2 separate regions of the Anas platyrhynchos genome follow, and region 1 is linked to region 2. A link is a contact called in public Hi-C data. All regions are on one chromosome and are shown on one strand. The core of a region is the stretch at or near the end of the contact, and the rest is flanking DNA. Distances in the headings are between cores, read along the strand shown.

What was found. Hi-C and Micro-C count contacts between places; a contact is called where the count stands out from the background.
Region 1: a contact with region 2 is called in a Hi-C map of liver, with 2.2 times the contacts expected there. The contact joins the promoter of ATXN1 here to the enhancer-like site in region 2. A contact is called at or near these places in 2 of 8 Hi-C or Micro-C datasets (liver and subcutaneous adipose tissue).

The regions. Positions count from the first base shown.
Region 1 is chr2:106,967,090-106,972,184 of IASCAAS_PekinDuck_T2T, forward strand. ATXN1 (ataxin 1) reads left to right here and starts at 2,700. Exons shown (of 7, transcript XM_072033323.1): 1 at 2,700-2,755.
Region 2 is chr2:106,906,455-106,911,924 of IASCAAS_PekinDuck_T2T, forward strand. All of the region lies in intron 2 of LOC110353364 (a long non-coding RNA gene), which reads left to right. It overlaps LOC101803317 (a long non-coding RNA gene), which reads right to left. Exons shown (of 5, transcript XR_011806866.1): 2 at 4,417-4,608; 3 at 1,323-1,466. Among named protein-coding and RNA genes, the nearest start is that of STMND1, 33 kb to the left of the region's middle. Within about 2 kb of position 2,552, at least 3 of the 8 cell types and tissues checked have an H3K27ac peak or open chromatin away from gene starts, as enhancers often do.

The DNA of each region.
Region 1 (5,095 bases), core at 1,450-3,949, 61 kb after region 2:
ATATATGTTTTGTGAAAACACCTACAGGCTCTATGAAGCATCCTTGGGGTGTACAGCAGCGGTGAGCTCTGTCCCCGCTGCCCCCTCCTGCCACGCTGGGCACACACAGATATGGATGTGTGTGTTTGGATGTGTGAATTATCGGAGGAATTGCTTGCTGTTTCCCACCCTCCCTCCCCACTCCATGCACCCCCCTTTACCTTTTTAACCAGCAGAGGGAATCAGAGGGGTTCAAAAATTAGAGGACCTGGGCGTGATAAATGATGAAAGCTCTGCAACGACTATACCAGGCTACATAGACATAAAAAAGGGCTGGAGCCATTATACAGCAGGGAAGGTATAGCCTAGCAAATAGGGCTTCAGTTTGCAAGATCATAGCGGTGTACATGTATTAAACAAAGTGTGCCTGCAGGTGGGTCACTCGGGAGGTGAGGGCAGTGGCAGTTCCTGTCCGTATGCAGCTATCTTGGTTACTTCTGGGCATGGTATTAATGCTGGGGAGTGACTGACAGAAGGAGCAGTGCTAGGGAACAGCAGCCAAAGTGCCTGTGGGGCGGCAGAGGGACCTCAGCTGGGTCTGTCTCTGGGCTAACCTACACTGCTTTTACTGGCAGGCAAAGGGTGTTTATCCCGGCAATTACTGCAGAGGAGCTGGTGTCCTGTAAATCCACACCCTTGATTGCCTCACCTTAAGTTGCTCACAAAGGCATACCCTCAAGCACGTAGCTAACTTTGTATGTGTGATTCAGAACCACTGAGGCAATGGGACAACTTGTATGCCTTAAAGCAGACACCACGTTTACACACCTAGCTGACGATGGCCCGAACAAGGGAGAGAAATGACGTGATGTTTCTGTCCTAACAGATGGGATTTATCATGGAAAGAAAGAGGAGAGAGATTAAATGGCAGGAAAACCACCACGTAATCCAACTTCTGTAGCATTTCAGATTTTTCAGACCTGATCTGCGTATCAGTGTGTGAAATAATCTCCTGGGGTTGGTAGGAGATGTCCCGTCACTTCAGATTTTAATACCAGTGTAAGTTGGTTGACAGGGGTAGTTTATGAAAAGAAAAGGGTTTTAGCCTGTGCTGCTACATAAGTATGAAAAAAATGTAAATAGTATCATGGTTTTATTTTTGTTTACATGAATACTGTTTTGTTTTGTCCTTGATATGTGGAATTGTTGCTTTTCTGAGTCCTTGGCTAAGCCTTGGGAAAAGGGAGTGTTCTATATTGCTTTAGTAGTAATAATACTTCTACTCTACTGTGTCATCACTGTTTTGCAAGATAAAAGGTTCATTTTTACTATTCCTTTTCTACAGGCAGAAGAATGGAGTCGGTGAGCATGTGACAGAACTAAGACCAAGACAACAGGAGTCAAAACCAGGTTAGATTTGCAGCAGAAGCAGTGAAGTCTTTAACAGAGCAGTTTGTGTTACAGAGGCATTGGCTAGACCTTTTCCTTCTTGGAAGGACAGTTCAGGGGGAATATGAGAGATGTCTGCGAAGTTCTGGGTAGCGTGGAGTGTGTGGGTAGAGACTGGCCACTGACTCCGTGCAAGAACCAGGAACACGGGATGAAGCAGACAGAAAGAGACAAATCTTGCACCAGGGACTCGACCTGGGCAATGTGACATAAGAGACAGTGGATGTGTGAAGTTTACACGTGCTCAGGGGAAGACTGCACAAGTCTTGAGAGAGAAATCCACCAAGGGCTACTAAGCAGGAAAGAAATCACATCCTACTCAAGATGCACCTTGAGTTGAAAATAGCAAGAGTCTGGAGAGTATGTGGAGGAAGCAGTACATGGCTGCCTATGCCTCCTGAGGTATCTCCTTATGACCACTGTTGTCTTATGGCCTCTGTATAGCCATTCTTAGGTCCTTCTGTGCCAACAAAATGAGAATATGAGCTGTGATAAATCTATAGTGAGGAACCATTTCAGAACTAGCATCTCTTGTGTGTGAATAGCTTGTGATGAGATGGTCCTGCCCTCAGGTGTCCACACCGTTCTCGCAGCTGTTCTTGACCCCATGGCAGAACAATCCTTGTAAGAGCAAGTCTGTCCCTGTGATAGTAGGTACACTTCACAAGGGCTTGAATTTTTTGATTTTGTGAGAATCCCCATGGCAAAAGACACACACTTTGAGGTAAGGCTGAAGATGTGCTTTCAGCAGGCAGGTGTTTCTTCCTGTACCGGGATGCCCAACTCAGTTCCTTTTGAGAAAACTGCTTTCATAGTGCTGTATTTTTCTTTCAATTGCTGAGTGCCAGGACCTCTAGTTCTTGGAAAGGTATCTTTCACTACCTTAAGTGTAAATAAATAAATGATGTCATATGAGGACAATATGAGAGCAGATGCAAGGTAGGAAGGCAGGTGGAAACTCTCCTGTGGAAAAAAGTAGGCAGGGAGAAAGAGAGACATCATAAGGCATTTCATCCAAGGTGGAAACAATTACTGACATTAGTAGAAAGGCATGTGCTGAAGGGTAAAGAAAGAACAGGAGGATCTGGAAGATCTCTGAGGGCAAGATGCTGCCCTCAGACTGTAAGACGTCAAAGCAATGCCGGTCTAGTTTTGAACCAGTCTACATAAACTGAAATAAATCTGATTTAATGTGATATTCTACCTCAGCCTTTCCAGGACTTTTTTTTTTTTTTTTTAATTTTGAAGTTTCAGGCTTCTTAGGACACCACATCTCCATGATCCTGCAGAAGAAACAGGCAAAATACTCCTTGTAGTTGGATGAAAGGTAAGTTTACTATGTTGTTTGTCAAAGGCTTGCAAGCTGAAGACTTCCTACTCTCCAGAAAATTCTCAGTCCTGTCATGTCTACAGTCCTCTGCCTGAAGATTTTCCTGTTGACCATGACTATGGATCAAATCTAAGGGGGCATAGCAATTCATTCATGCCCAATTTATCCCACTTAAATCTTTGATGTTTATACACCGTTCAAAGTCTCCATTTATGTGTTCCGAGTGGCCACAGATTTGTGGCATACAATGCCTTTTCAAAACAAACAAAAGTGAAGAAATAACATCCTTTGCTGTGTATGAGGTACTAATATCTTGGGACTATCACTCTACTTCTGGTTACTACTGTATTAGTTATTAGTTCTCCTTTTGACAGTGCAATGGAAAGATAGGTACAAAATAACTCTATTCTTGGATGTACAGCAACTTACACTTATTCCTGTCTTGAAACCAAGGTGGGAGCCCAGATGTGCCAACATTGGCTGAATTTGGTAAACTTCAGCTCCAAATTTTCATGAGGGCTTTGAGGCCAAGGCCCTTGTGTGTTATATTTTGTGAAGAGGTAGAGGCAGTGAGGGCAGAGAATAGCCGTTATTCATATGCTGCACCTTTTCTCAATAAAAGATGTTGTAAAGATTTTTAGCGTGTGGACAAAATGTGCAGGCTTGGCAGCAGGGCTGAGCTTATTGGCTCTGAAGGTCTGTTAGGTCAATGATCCATGAGGTTGGAAGGATTTGTTCAATAGACTGGAACAGCTCTGTTGGGGCCATTAAAGTACTGAGGTGTCAAAAACCCATGTTTTCAATTCTTAGGTCTGTTCAAACAGGTAGCTCATTCTAGCCCCTTCTTCTCCTCCCATGAAAACTCATTGCGCTTATCAGTATACGTATAGCATTGATCAGCAAGACTGTGAACAGGCCTTAGAAACCACATTGCCTTTCTGAAGGTTAAGACACTTAAGAAAGTCCAAGAGTTACTTCCCAATCCAGTGTTAACATGATGGATGCTAATCTAATCTATCTAGGCCATAACGCCTGTAACAGACCAAAAAAAAAAGGGCAAGTGAACTCCCAGATAAGTCCCTGTGTCAGGTATGGTTTAAAGGGAAAACCCGTGTGGACTCTGGCTGCTCCCTGCCAGAAGCCAAGAGCCCTCTCCCAGAGAGTGGCGGGTGAATTCTCGTTAGTTCTTCACCGTCATTTTGGTTGAATGTTAATCCTCGTTAACAGCGCTGCCTTGACAGCCCTGGAAGCCAAGAATTTTCCACACGATGGAGCCTCCCCTGTGTTCTCTGCTGGTGTACTTTGACCCTGATATGAAGCGATCACTTCTAGGAATAAAACGGCTGCTGAGTTTCCATTCCCTGTTGGCCCTTCTGCGCATGCCACCTGTAGGGGTAGGTGCGGTGCCAGCGGAGTTATGTGGAGGCCAGGACATGGATGGAGGCCCCGGACATCTTGACACCACAAAGCACCTAACAACTCACACCAGTTATTACTTGAGAGGTGCCTAGACCAACTAAGCACCTCTAGAGAAGGCTTAGCACTTTTATTTTCCACTGGTCATGGCTGAAACAACTTCTGGGGCTAGGTGTGGCTGTGGTCAGTCCCAGGGCTGCCACTGGTAGGTTAGCTGCTTTTCCTTCTAAGTCAATGGCCTGACGGGCAACATATTCAAAAAACTACGTCAGTCCTGATTTTAAGACTTTATAGGAGTCTTTTTTTTCTTTTTTTTTTTTTTTTTTTTAATCCCTTAGTGAATTGCTTTCCTTGTTTAAAACAAACAAATGAAAAAAAAAAACACACCACCAAACTTATTTTAGATCTGCATCTAAGGAGCTATTGTTATTTTAAAGCTATTGAAGCCATTGTTATTTAAAGAGCAACTCAAGTGCTTCTTTTCAAAAAACAAGACAATGATGAGGTACACGCTTTTTACGTAAATATCGCATTACTATATGATAAGGAATGGCAAACAATGGTTTGTGCAGTGCCCCTACAACCCATTCCTAGGCACAGTGTGGTAAAATAAGTTAACAGCAGCCTTTCCTTTGAATTCACTTGCAAAGGACCTCAGCATATTAGACCGTAGAGTTGTCTGAGTCGCAGTGTAGTACTACATACTTGCTTAGTCCTCATGAATGCTTTGCTCTCATTTCACTAAATGTTAATTTGCATGAGATATTTGTGGCTTTTAAAGAGACAGCATTGGTTCTCCGTGCCTACCAGTCTAATTTCCTTCCATCTGAAAACAATCACGGGTAAGAATTCTGGAAAACTTCATCAGCATCCCTGTTCTGACAGGGTATACACTAATTTCTAAGCGAATTCACAAAAAAT
Region 2 (5,470 bases), core at 1,302-3,801:
ACATCATGTCCCTATATACAGCTTGAATACCCGATAGATGTTTACATCAATTCTCTGCTTAGGTCTTAGAGCCAAAAAAAAAAAAGAGAAAGGCCATGTTTAGCATGGATCAGAGGTTGAGGGTAAGGGAAAGTTCAATAGTTTAGTATAAGAAAATTTGGAGTGAAGGTAGATTGAGAGTTTTCCTAATAGAGACATCTACTAGTATGGGTAATAGTCTCCTATGGTCCATGTAGGTGAAAAACACAGTGCAAAAGAGAGCTGCTGTTCCAGCCTCTTCTCTCCTTTGCACCCTGTGGTCCATATCTTGGGGCCCTCTCTTGTGCATGGCTCACAGGGTCAGGAAAACAAGCCACGGCTGCATGCACTGATTATCCCTTTGTTCCCCTCTATTGGTACAAAAAACTAGAAATCTCTTGAAGTCACAGCTTGGCGCTCTACCAAACAAAGAGATGATTGCAGCTGAGAGTGTCTAGGACTTGTCGGCCTCCAGCCTGCTGCATAGGTGTGGGCACCACATGTCATTCCCTGGAGGGCCGATTCCTTGTCTGCAGATTGTGAGCTGGAGACCCGTCCAGCTGCTGTACAGGTTACTCTTACTGGTTGAATGCCAGTGCGCAGTGTGGGGGATCTTGAGGGATCTTGGGATGAATTAAACACAAATTCCATTCATTCCTTCTTATCAGAGAATTTGAGGGTTAACTTGTTTTGTGCCTTAATTTGTAAAAGTCCAATCGTAAGCAGTTGGAAGAGACCTAACAAACTCAAGTCCCATCACCTCAAATTTGGACTGTTTAAGGTAAATTTCAGATCTTGTCATCAGTTCCTTTGGAAAAGTGGATTCTTCTAACCTGAGGGAACAGCTTCCCTACTTTTATCTTACAATCATAACTAGAATACAAGAGGAACCCCTTGCAGGCGAAGGAGAAGAGTAACTGACCTAAAATATTGACTTTGTTGTGGGAAAATCATCAGCTATCAATGGCTGCATGTACTTAAGATGACTTCTATCTCTGAACAGCATCCAAGCATTTAGACATGATCTTAAAAAAGATATTGAAATGACTTCTGAAATTGTCATTGTGATTTGATGGCTTTTGAGGCTTAACAGATTTAGGTAACATACCTTTAGGAAGGCCTTTTTCCTTACAGCTCTGGATGTTATAGGAAAATTTACTACAATTCTTGTGTGCCAATAGTAAAAAGGGTTAAACTGTGAAAAAAAATTTACTATAAAAAGCTGATTTTGTTGTAAAATGACTAATGGCATGGAATTCTAATATGCATGGGGATTTGAGAAAAGCAAACATTGAACATATTACCAAGTATCCTTGGAGCAGGACACAAGGCAAGTGCAGGTATTCCTTTTGCAAATTTCAGGCAACTTCCAGGACTGTTGCAAGAAGGCAGAGCTGAGTGTTGCTAGTGCCAAGCATTTGCGAGTCAGGTCCTGAAATGTCATGAGCCTGGTTTGGAGAAAAAAACAAACAAACAAACAAACAAACAAACAAAAAAAGTTGCAGTAATTTCTGGCTTAATTTTATTTGTCTTTTGACGTATTTGTACTTTTTTTTTTTTTCTTTTTCTTTTTTTAAGTCTTTAGGCTTTCCACTTTCTAGTTTTCTCCACCACAGCAAAGCTCTAATGCATGTTTTCTTCAGTAAGAGCTGAGATGACTGGAGCACTAAATGACTTGAGAAAAAGGGTCTTCAAGACAAACACCGAATCCTGTGAGATTCATAGTGAAGCTTTTGGTGTTGGCAGCATAAAAGGAGGGGGAATTTGCAAAGGCTCCCCAGAGAGAGGGGAATAAAGGGAGAGGGAGCTCCAGAGGGCCACCTGAAGAGTTCAGCCAGGCTTCTCCTCTGGATCACCGTGTTCTCCACTGGAGCTGCTGTAGAGAAAGGTAGCTTTTGTGAATAGCTCTTTGAGTGCCACACGAAGAGAGGCTTTTAATGTAAGGAGCTGCACGTGGCTGTGCTGATTTCCAACAACACAGGGGCTGTATACACAGGCCCTGACCGACATGCGGCGCTCCGGCCACTCCGAGGGGCAGCGTTTGAGTGTGTGCGTGTCCATACCGAGCATTTGCTGCCGGATACCTGCCTGAGTTTGGGAAAGGGGTGATAAACAGGTTTGTGACAGCCCGTTTGATACGCTGTGACGCTAATAGCTTGAAGGAGCACTCGGTAGGTAGAGAAGCGCTGCGAGGGGTTAGTCAGTCACCAGCATGCTCACAGCGCCGTGCCAGCAGTGGGCTGTGAGTTGGAGCCAGACAGTTGGTGAGCTCTCCTGTAGGCATCCAGACAAGCCTGCTCCGAGATGACATTTGCTTCGCCACAGATCTGTCACGGCTCATTTTTCACAGCCCTGTTGAAGTGGCTTATTTATTATCGTCTGTTCTGGTGTTATATCCTGGACACGGGAGAACTGTTTTACCACGCCGCGGTGCCAGGAATTCCTCGTCGCTGCGCAATCCGACGCCGGGAGAGCGCTCGGGGTAAGGCTGGACGCTTTCCTCAAGGCTGGTGCTGCTAAGGACGGGCACTCCAGCTGGAGCTGACGAGGCGGATCCGAGGCATTGCAGCACAAGTTAGTGGTTTGGTTCGTAAGTGACCTCTGAGTGAGGAGGTACCAGATTTGTCACACTTCCACGAGCCCCGGCTCTGGAAATCAAATCCAAGGCTGTAGTCAGCAGAACAACTTGACCTTGGATTTAGGCAGCCCTGTCATTAGCCCATGCGGGATCTGTCGAAGTCGCGTTATCAAGAGCAGCAGTTCTCAGCTGTGCTCCCCGCGTCCTGCAAAGCCAGGCTGCCTTAAAAGGTTAATGTTTTAAGGCACTGGGGTAGCCCACAGTGCATTCAAAAAGCTGACAGTGATCCATGAGCAGAGTGCTGGGGAATTACTGCCACTGCTGCCCTAGAGCAAGAAGTTTTCAGTGCTGCTGTTAACAGGAAAATGAGCTAATCTGTTTCAGGAATGGCAGCAGAACCTGGCTGCTGCGTTTTCCAGGCTTACTGAATCATTCTTACAATCTTCTTTCCTTGCCCTGTATCAAAATAACTCTCACGGCGCTTGAATGCTTTAAAACCACGTTTTTAGGAGAGCCGCTCACCTTTCTCCGGGTCTGCTCTTCTGATTGGATTTGTGTTGCTATGCTGGAATAATATTTCCCCAAATCCGTATCAGTATGATCAATTAAATTAGTGGCTAAAATCTGTCATCCAAGATGACTCTCTGTTGTTATGAGGAAGGAATCAGATTGATTTTCGTTGGAACCAGGCTAGTGCGAAATGTCAATTGCCATGGGAAAAAGTATCCTGCTGTATGTGCTGCAGAAAATGAAGCTGAGCCCATGGGGGAACACTTATGATCAGTGCATGTAGGTTTTAAAGTGATCCAGCACAAGAATGCATTTGTTTCTAATTGTTTTTGTTGTCTGTACAGGGGTAGAAGCGGGCGGTGGCGTGGCCCTGTTGTGCCTTGCACAACCACATGCTTGCAGTTGGAAGAATTTGAATGAAGCAGCAGATAACAGCAGTCCTTTCTCTAGCCTGCAGCGAGGAGGTAGGACTGATGGATTGCACGAGTTTAGGTGGAGGGGAACCAATGCCTGTTCTCCTTGGGCCAACAATTACAGCCATTTCACCCTACTGCTTCCCCCACTGGGCCCAGTTTAGCCCAGTCTAGCAGTGGCAATAGCAGGAGGCTTTTCTGTCACAGTAATCAATGGTGGGGTTAGAGCAAGAATTCAGCTAGTTAGCTAGAATAAATGACCGGGGGCTTGAAGCAATGAAGGGCTATAGAGTGTTAAAAAAATGGGCTGAAGACTATCTAAAAAAGTGTTGTCACTTGCTGAGAAGGTTGCTTTGCCAGCTAGTCTAAGTCCAAATATTAATGTTGTTAGGATTTATTTTTTTTAAGAAACTGTAGCATGAATGGAAAATTTATGGAAGATTTTGAGGCTTCTCTATTTTTAAATAAAATGGAGCCTTGTTACTTCATTAGGGCATGCAAAGTGGCTAGAAACAAAACTAAAATTAATCTGTTATAATCCAACAGAATACAAAAGTGAGCATAAAACAATGATAGGAAAAATGAACCCAGATCTGCTGCTGAAGTCTAATAAAAGAAATGTAACAAGTAACAAAGGAAGCTCATTTTACTTGTTTTTGTGAAGTTGGTTGGATTAGCAATGTTCTGTGAAAATACTGTACCTCGGGCAACGGAGTGCAGGTTTTTCCAGAACGTGTTTAAATGTTCTCATTGCTCGTGTGCTACTAAAAAGGGAAAATTATAACACACGGTTCTCTGAATTCTAACCTGATGTTTTAATTCGCCAAACACAAGTGTGGAGTTGTTCAAAGATTTAATCTCTGCTGTCCCCGTCATTGCACAAAAACTTGCAGTTACCTGACAGAGAACCGCAGGAGGTAGGTGATGTTTGTGCCAGCCTGGCTGGGCACTCTGCATTATCCTCCATCGCCACCAAAGCGAGCTGATGAATCAGAGCAATTCTGGGTTTGCAGCTGTACAACCAGGAGCAGAAGTTGGCCTGTTGGTTCTTAACAGAGCTGGAGTGTGTTTATCTGTTAGGCAGGCTTCCTAATGAAAAAAAAAAGAGTCATTATGCATTAGGACAGGCTGTATTAATTATTAATCTCTCCTCCCACATGATGCAAGCAGTCTTTTATGAGCGCGTGGTCTGTTTCAACCAAATTTGACACTGGCCTGGGACGTATTAAGTGTCTGTGAAGTTCTCAGAAGGAGGTGGCTGGGAAGCAGTGAGGAACTGCTTAGGTTTGCAGGCTGCAGGACCCAGAACTTGGTGCGTGGTAGACATCAGAGCATCTGTGCCAGAACAAAACCCCTAGACAAGTGCTCGTGGGATCTACTGCTCGCGGAGCTGAAAAAACACTTGTTGATCCAGGCGGATTCTGCTTCTGCTCAGGGCTCTAAATAATTTTGTGTTTGTAAAATAGTCTTACAGGTACTAACTGGTGCTGACAGCCGAAGTGGTTATGCTACCAGCGGAAACAGAAGCAATAAAAAACATAGCAAAAGTGCCCTGCGTTGCCACGTGGCCAAAAAAGCATCTCAACATGGTTTTAAGATGCTGAATTTAGTAAATGTGCTATCTGCCGTGACCCTGCAGTGATTCTCATTTCATCAAGCAAAACCCAAATGTACGCATTTCGTTGTTTGTGTGGCATTTGTGTGCATGGTGGTATCTCTGCAGACCAAAAACCACTCTGATTAAACCTGTTGCTTGCAGATTCAGTGGTTTTAGCTAATTTCCTTTGTGCATTAAATTGCAATACCTTTCTCTTGTATTCAGGGAGCAATATACTGCTTGTGGCTAATTTTAACATCTCTGTGTTCCTGTGCACAGGAAGCTAAAAGATTCTGCTTTCTTGGCAGAAAACAGTGGTGAGTACAGATCCTATTAAATTTGAGTCAGTATGGT